Linked DNA regions of Mus musculus: regions 2 and 3 are each linked to region 1. Evidence: chromatin contacts called from public HiChIP or PLAC-seq data. All regions are on one chromosome and are shown on one strand. The core of a region is the stretch at or near the end of the contact, and the rest is flanking DNA. Distances in the headings are between cores, read along the strand shown. Region 1 has its middle 27 kb from the start of Gm46401. Region 2 has its middle 61 kb from the start of Gm35615. Region 3 has its middle 39 kb from the start of Gm40661.

Region 1 (2,533 bases), core at 20-2,519:
GTGACAACTCTTTCACATCGGTTCTGCAGATGAGCATCAGGGAGATTAATTTATTCCTGGAATAATTTGTTTGAGAGGTGGTTTGATCCTGGTGTTCGCTGCTCTTGCCAATGTGATTTTTATCTCGTACTTAATTCAACTATGGAGCTGTTACGGTTTTTATTTCCCAGAGAGTTTGGGACTTGCTCAAACATTCTCAGGCCTCAATCCAGCCTATTGCTCTGCCTGTTTCTGCTAAGACAAGTACAAGCTTGCCTTCCAATGACCTCCAATCAAAACCAATCAAATCTGCAAAGTTAATTGTAGTATTGCCTAAGCACTCAGAAGCCCAATAAATAATGAATGCTTATTAAACCATATTGACATGATAAATATTTTTACACGGTGTGTTTATTCAAGAGGTCTTGAAGAAAAAAAAAAAAACAGTCTCTTAGAGAACGACATTGTTTTTCTACCACCTGAGTGGAGCGAAAGCTGTGATTAAGGATCTATAAGTTTTATTTGCAGACTTTCAGTTCTGCCCTAACTTGGTTGAAACCATGGGTTCCGTCTTTCATTTCCTGAAACAAGTTTATTGCTGAGTCCAGCCTCTGGGCATTTGTATACAGCCCTGATGACCAACCGCTGCTCTAAGACCATCAAGGTCCCCCCAGTGTCTTCCATCAGGGGCATTTGGGGGGCAACCATGTCTTGATGGAGGTCTTCAGTTCGTTAGGGAGCTCTTGTGGAGGGAGGAGGGAGGGCTGTGTTAGTGGTGTGTGCAGTCTCTCCCACACCCTCACGCATAACCAGAGGTCTGAGAGCAAATGAGGAAGGAGTAAATGCAAGAGGTTGTCATTTCAGTTGTACATGGATCTGTGGCTGAACCACGAACTGACCAAGAAAGGCTCAGGAGAAGTGGAAAGTCATCAGATGTTTCCAGTTCAGATGAAACGCTGGAGGCAAAGGAAACTAAAAGAAATAGGGAGAGAGGGGCGGGGGAGATGGAAAGAAGAAAGGAAGAAGAAGGAAGGAGGGAAAGAGGAAGAAACTGAAGAAGAAGGAAAGAAGGAAGGAGGGAGGGAGGAAGGGAGGAAGAGGGAATGAGGAAGGAAGGATGAAGGGAGGAAGTGGGGAGGAAGAAAGGAAAAAAGGAAAGGCAGAAGGAAACGAAATGGGGAGTATGCATCTCTGCTCCTTTGAAAGAAGAGATTGCCCTTCACTGGCCTCAGGTTGTCTAACTCATAGGGCCAAATAAGTGGTTTGAAAAAGCAATACTGGCTTGAGCCCCAAACTGTGTTTGGGGAAGTGTGATGTTCACTCAGAATGAAGATGTTGAAGGAGACCAACTTCTCTTTCTCCTCTGCAGTTTGTGTCATCAGTTTCCAAGGATCTTTACCAGAACCACAGATCATTTGATCATATCCAACTAGACATTCAGAACTGTCTGGATCATATTTAGAAATCAAAAATGTAAAAAATCTTTTTAAAAAATTTGCTCAATTGAGCAAACGTGGAGAGTAACCAAGAATGCAGTGTCTCTGATCAAATAGCCTTTGATGCTGTAACCTGAAACTGGTCTGTTGCTGCATCTTGAGGTCTAGGTCTCCTCCCAAGAAAAGTGCCTGCTAGAAAACGGGAAGAGGCAGGAAGTGCTCCTGCACTCATTCTTGTATGTCTTCAGATGCGTGGAACGTGATATATACAAACTCCTTAGCTCCAGAAACACTGGAGAGCTTGGGGCAACGTGAAGGCAGGGAGAACTTTCTATATATTTCTAAATCAGACCTGAACCTAAACTTCCTGTCACTAGGAGCCAGCTCAAGTACCATGACCATAATTCAACATTTCATTTTCGAATGCTTTCCTTAGTCAGTGGACTTTCACTACTCTCCCTTTATCCTCTAGTATCTCTTAGTCCTACATTTCCCTGTCAAGAGTCTCTCCTATATTCTTCTATATGCAGGCTCTAAAGCCTACAGATTCAAATAGCCTTTAGTCCACTTGGCCACTCTTTTGAAACTATCCATTTAGCTCTGTCATGGGAGGGTTATGAGAGAAAACTTTGGCATAGCGTTTACTCTTGTGCAACTAATATGCAGACGTTGTTTTGTGCTGGACTCAGTAGGTAGAGTGCTGACATAGCAGACCACAGGCTCGGGATTGAATCTCTAGTACCACCTTAAACCAAGGTCATGTTCACCAGCCTGTAGACCCAGGACTCCAAGGAAGAAAGCAAGAAAATTAAAGAGTTCCAGGTCACCACAATCCTCAGCCCCACGTCACCCAGTTCGTGGGCAACCTGAGCTATCAGAGATCTTCTCTCTAAACAACAATGACTTTGCTAAATAAGCTATTTTCTATGCTCCCTCTCCCCCTCTGTTTTCTTTTCTTCCCTACATCTCTTCAATGTTTGCATCTTTCCATCTCACTTACTTCCCTTATATATTAGAAACTTCAGATTGCTCGAATATGACACCCTATTTTGAACTGCCATCTGAGGAAGGATGGCACACACAGGCTGCTATGAGAGGTCTGTTGAGTCATTTTGTTC
Region 2 (2,533 bases), core at 18-2,517, 340 kb after region 1:
TCATGATTTCTCACAAACCTTAATTGCCTTCCATAGACCCCTCATCTATATATTCCATACTTATAAATTTGGGGATTAAGTCAACACACATGTGCATGCACACACATACACAGTTTGACACAGTATACACTGAAAGTAATACGGATTCTAAATGCTAAGGGCTAACACACTATGTCCATACATTCTGTATAAGAAACTAGCAGCTAGAATGGACTAACGCTAATTATATGGTTGCATATATACAGATGTAACATGGTTTCATTGTCTGGGATATCTCTATTATCTTGAATGGTCATCAAATCAGTATGAACTTTGGCATTTATTTATAAGTTATGTTCTTTAATCTTTAAAACTTAAATGTCCCCTAAAGGATCATGTTTTGAAGGCTTGGCTGCCAGACCTTTAATGCTACTAAAAAATGTTATAGAATTTAGAGGGAGTACATAGTGAAGAAGACAAGTAGAAGCAAAACTTTGTAAGGAATATTACATTGTGGAATCACAGTTTTCTAAGTCTCTTTATCTTTCCATCTCGATCTTCTGTTCTCCCTGCTCCATCCTTGCCAGCCACCTTAAGGTAAATACATTCCTATGGTACCATGATGGTCTCAACCTATCATGATCTCTCAAATCATAAGCCTAAGTCAATGTCTTCTTTGGAAATTGATTAACTCGAGTATGATGTCACAGTGATGAGAAAATAAAAACATGATTTACTTTTCAAATCTGAAAGAAGCTGATGGTTAGGCAAATTGGCACACATACATAGCTAGAGATACTCAGGATCTGAGACAGGAGGATCACTTGAACCCATAAGCTGAAAGTCAACCCAGGTAGCAGACACAGGCTCTGTTTTAAAAACACAAAATTACAACTGTTTTAAAATTTTTGATAATTGTAGAGCCAACTTTACAAAGGAGAGATAGCTAATGAGGAAGCCTGGTGTCTGTTTTCATGAACAGCATTCCTGACAGATTATATGGAGTTCATCATGATACAAATGATATTTGTACAGTTCCTAAACATTCAAATTAGTCTATCATTTTGAATCCCTCAGAGACCATGCTGTGGCAGGTAAGCTGGTCAATCACTTTCCTTCTTTATCAGTGATTCAGCTTTAATGGACATTGATGGACAATTGAAAGTCACTGTAGCCAAGAATGACTCTCTATCAGATCTCTGATGTACAAAAGAGAACCATCATAGATGTTGCACCAAGTATGAAGCAATCTATTTAACGCATTTCAGTGTCAAGAAGGAAAAGTGGCAGTAAGCTACTGCCTGCAATCTTACTAGAAAAGGGGAAGTTTTCAAATGCAAGCAGAAACAGGGGCTTCCATGCTGGAAAAGACCCAAGTTCAGTTCTTAGCATCCACATTGACCAATATGCCCATAATAGCATATTACTCTAGCTCCAGAGTATTCAATGCCTAGTTCTAGAGAATAGAAGCATTGCACTCACACAGATGGCCCTATACACGGCATACATATATACATATACTGTAAAACCAATAAAAATAAATATTAAAAAATAAGAAACTTGAAGCCGGGTGTGGTGGCACATGCCTTTAAGCACCTGGGAGACAGAAGCAGGCAAATTTCTGAGTTCCAGGCTAGCCTGGTCTACAGAGTGAGTTCCAGAACAGCCAGGGCTACACAGAGAAAGCCTGTCTTGAAAAAACAAACAAACAAAGAAACAAACAAAAGAAACTTGAAATATAATTTGTGTTTGATGGAATCCTATCACTGCCTAGTTTTAAAAAACATAACAAAACAAAACAAAACAACAACAACAACAACAACAACAAAACAGATTTTACAGAAAGGGACACTACCTTCCAGAGAAGTTCATCTATGTGCACTAAATCTATGTGCACTAAACTGAGAAAGTCACATTCTTTCTCTAAAAAAAAAAAAATCCTAAAACAGATGATTAATATAGCCAAGGACTGAGTAGATTAATTAATTTGGCTAATTTGAAATAATATGGCACTTTGACAGCATAATTTAGTCTCAGCTCAGTGATGAAAAATGGACTTTAAGAGATTCTTCCTCAAATGTTTCAGTCTTGCAATCATTTTAATTTCATGTTGACCTAATTAGTAATTCTAATCACAGGGAGGAGAATAGGAAAAAAAAAAAACTTCTCAGTTCATGGTCAATAATTTTCCCTGTGTGGACATTAGCACTCTCCCGCTTCTCACCAAGGGTCTGGATGCCTTCCATTTGATAATGGATGATAATGGATGGATGGGCTTTTTACACAGCTGGGCAGACTCTGGGGAGACAGTGGTCCTGGGGATGCAAAGTGTGTGAGAGTCGAACATGGTGCTTGGAATCCTACAGCGCTTCTTTCTTCGTCTCCAGAATTACTTTTTTTCCTGAGAGCAGGCAACTCTAGTAGTCTAAAAATGGCTAAAAAGGAATGGATCAAAACTTTCCTCCTTGAAAGGGGCCACTCACACGTCTCAAAAATTTCAATCCAGGATTGTTCCAGTCTAAAGAAAATGCAGGGTCCGAAGAGAAATGGAGCA
Region 3 (2,533 bases), core at 11-2,510, 300 kb before region 1:
TGATTTTAAAAAAGTATAAGTTTCACAAACCTTGCACAGCTGAGGGAATACGCCCAGATGTTGGAAGTCGGATTTCTTCTTCCAGCATTTGGAAAAGCAAGAGGCTCAGGAAGGGGCAATAACAAAAAGAAACTGAGCCAGAGACTGGGTTAGTCAGCCAGATGCTTCTGGCACAAACACATAAAAGGAAAGGAAACACAGTTTTGTTTTTTGGAAAAAAAAAAAGAAAGAAAGAAAAGGAAAGGAAAGGAAAGGAAAGGAAAGGAAAGAAAAGAAAAGAAAAGAAAAGAAAAGAAAAGAAAAGAAAAGAAAAGAAAAGAAAAAGAAAAGAGTGATGTCTCCCTATAGTACTATAATCTGGTAAAACAAGGGACTTATCAGCTAGTCTTCTTTCAAACAGAGAAGAAGAACTTGACACCCATTTATATATCAACACAAAAACCTTTCCTTTCCTTCTTTATGTTATTTTATTGTTTGCCAGACTGATTCACAGACCTGGATTTTCAGTCACAATTGCACCCTCCTTCCATCCTCCCTCTCCTGCTTGAGGGAACAAGGGCCTCCTTTGACTGTTTGTCAGTTTCTTCAGGGACTCTGAATAATGAGAGTGTTTCTGCCTGGGTAAGGGGAGGAGCTTATTTACTACAATAAGAATGATTTGTCACCGGCTATGCCACTCATGAAAATAATACTCCTTCCTCCAATGACTGTTAACTGTCAAGAGTTCCCCACGAAGAATGGGAAGAAGCAAATACCTTGGGGATGTGTATGCTGACAGGTTTATCTTTCTGAGTGGAATATGAGCTATCCTCTTCTGATGGAGCATGGCTTTCACTTTCAAAATGCTGATAATCAACCCTCCAAAGTGATAATCAAAGAATAAAATTTTTTATTTGTGCCTCCTTTCCTAAGGAATTGAAACAATAGGCTGGTTTTTCTTTCAATGTTTTCTGAACTTTCCATGTTTCCCTATTTCCTTGAAAACCAGAGGCTCAGAGTGATAAGACTGAACCAGGAAACAATTTGAATTACTCACCATTAAGAGTGCCCCTATGGCCAGTGACCGATGAATTCTATAATGTTACATCTTTCCTTCGAGTGTATTTATTATTTTTGCATGATTTCCTTGAGTTCATGAAATACTAGTGAAACAGTGTGACCTCATCAGCAGATATAAACTTGTTGATGTCCACGAAATGCTGATTAGCTGCTACTGCTTTGGGTACTTCCTGCTGATGAATGAAGAGAGCCAGAAATAGACCTTCTTGGCAACTGGCAATGTGTCTGAACACATGCAATCGCTTCCTTCCACTGCAGAAAAGGAAATGTCTAGAAGAGTTGCTACAGAGAGATAAGGTGTTCTGAGGCTTTGTGGGAGAAGAAGACGGATCTGAATGGATGAAAAAAATAATGAGTAGAATCAACATGACCCAAGACTAATGAGCCCTGACAAATAGCTCTCCACAGGGCAATACACAACAAGATTCCACAGCTGGGTTGTACAAAGGCATGATTCTGCATGCACATAATCTTCTGTCCTATCATTGCCTTTTCCATTGTTGGTAATTCACCAGTTCTTTATTCAGAAACTACTGTGGGCCTTCATTTAGAGAGCTGTGACAGCACAGCAGACAGACAGAAATCTCTACCATTAGCATGCTAAGTTAGTGTAGTTTTAGGAAATAATACCTTGTTTCTGAATTTGAGAGTTTAAACTCTCAGTTTAAAAAACTACGATTTGAACTGTGGTTTGAATTTATAATAAATCTGGTCAATATGAGAATATGCACTTAAGTAGTAGCATAGGTACCTTTACAAGAGACAATTGAACATTATTCTACTCTATGGTCAAACTTGATTTCCTCAGACTTGTTGAGAACTCCAAGTAGAGAGCATTTTTTTTTCTGCACAGTGTATGTAGCAAATGAAATTACTGGAAATGTTGGAGCCACATTGTTATTGATATGCAGTCAAAGATGATCATGGAGTTATGTAAACCTGTGATAAACTGAGACTGGGAGTTAAGTTCTTGCTCGGGCTATACGTGAATCTATTTTTTTATTAGATATTTTCCTTATTTACATTTCAAATGTTATCCCCTTTCCTAGTTTCCCCTCCAAAAGCCCCCTATCCTCATCCCCCTCCCCCTGCTCACCAACCCACCAACTCCTGCTTCCTGGCCCTGGCATTCCCCTATACTTGGGCATAGAACCTTCACAAGACCAAGGCCCTTTTTTCCCATTGATGACAGACTAGACCATCCTCTGCTATATATGTAGCTAGAGCCATGAGTTCCACCATGTGTTTTCTTTAATTGGTAGTTTAGTCCCAGGGAGCTCTGGAGATACTAGTTAATTCATATTGTTGTTCCTTTTATGGGGCTTCAAACCCCTTCAGCTCCTTGCATACTTTCTCTAGCTCCTTCATTGGGTTCCCTGTGCTCTGTCCAATGGATGGCTGTGAGGATCCACTTCTGTATTAGGCACTGACATAGCCTCTCAGGAGACAGTTATATCAGACTCCTGTCAACAAG

The links. HiChIP or PLAC-seq counts read pairs in DNA pulled down with a chosen protein or histone mark.
Region 2: an H3K4me3 HiChIP or PLAC-seq map of bone marrow-derived macrophages shows a contact between it and region 1, with 4 times the contacts expected there. The contact joins two enhancer-like sites. A contact is called at or near these places in 4 of 484 Hi-C or Micro-C datasets (the BV-2 cell line, the G1E-ER4 cell line, bone marrow-derived macrophages and 1 more) and 3 of 115 datasets of contacts at active chromatin or transcription factors (CD8 T cells, bone marrow-derived macrophages and pancreatic cancer cells).
Region 3: an H3K4me3 HiChIP or PLAC-seq map of bone marrow-derived macrophages shows a contact between it and region 1, with 5 times the contacts expected there. The contact joins two enhancer-like sites. A contact is called at or near these places in 1 of 484 Hi-C or Micro-C datasets (LSK cells) and 4 of 115 datasets of contacts at active chromatin or transcription factors (bone marrow-derived macrophages, effector CD8 T cells, embryonic stem cells and 1 more).

The regions. Positions count from the first base shown.
Region 1 is chr13:5,887,667-5,890,199 of GRCm38.p6, forward strand. No RefSeq gene overlaps it. Among named protein-coding and RNA genes, the nearest start is that of Gm46401, 27 kb to the right of the region's middle. Within about 2 kb of position 1,270, at least 111 of the 459 cell types and tissues checked have an H3K27ac peak or open chromatin away from gene starts, as enhancers often do. A contact at or near this core is called in bone marrow-derived macrophages and microglia, where this site is marked.
Region 2 is chr13:6,227,229-6,229,761 of GRCm38.p6, forward strand. No RefSeq gene overlaps it. Among named protein-coding and RNA genes, the nearest start is that of Gm35615, 61 kb to the right of the region's middle. Within about 2 kb of position 1,268, at least 4 of the 459 cell types and tissues checked have an H3K27ac peak or open chromatin away from gene starts, as enhancers often do. A contact at or near this core is called in bone marrow-derived macrophages, where this site is marked.
Region 3 is chr13:5,591,386-5,593,918 of GRCm38.p6, forward strand. No RefSeq gene overlaps it. Among named protein-coding and RNA genes, the nearest start is that of Gm40661, 39 kb to the left of the region's middle. Within about 2 kb of position 1,261, at least 74 of the 459 cell types and tissues checked have an H3K27ac peak or open chromatin away from gene starts, as enhancers often do. A contact at or near this core is called in bone marrow-derived macrophages and microglia, where this site is marked.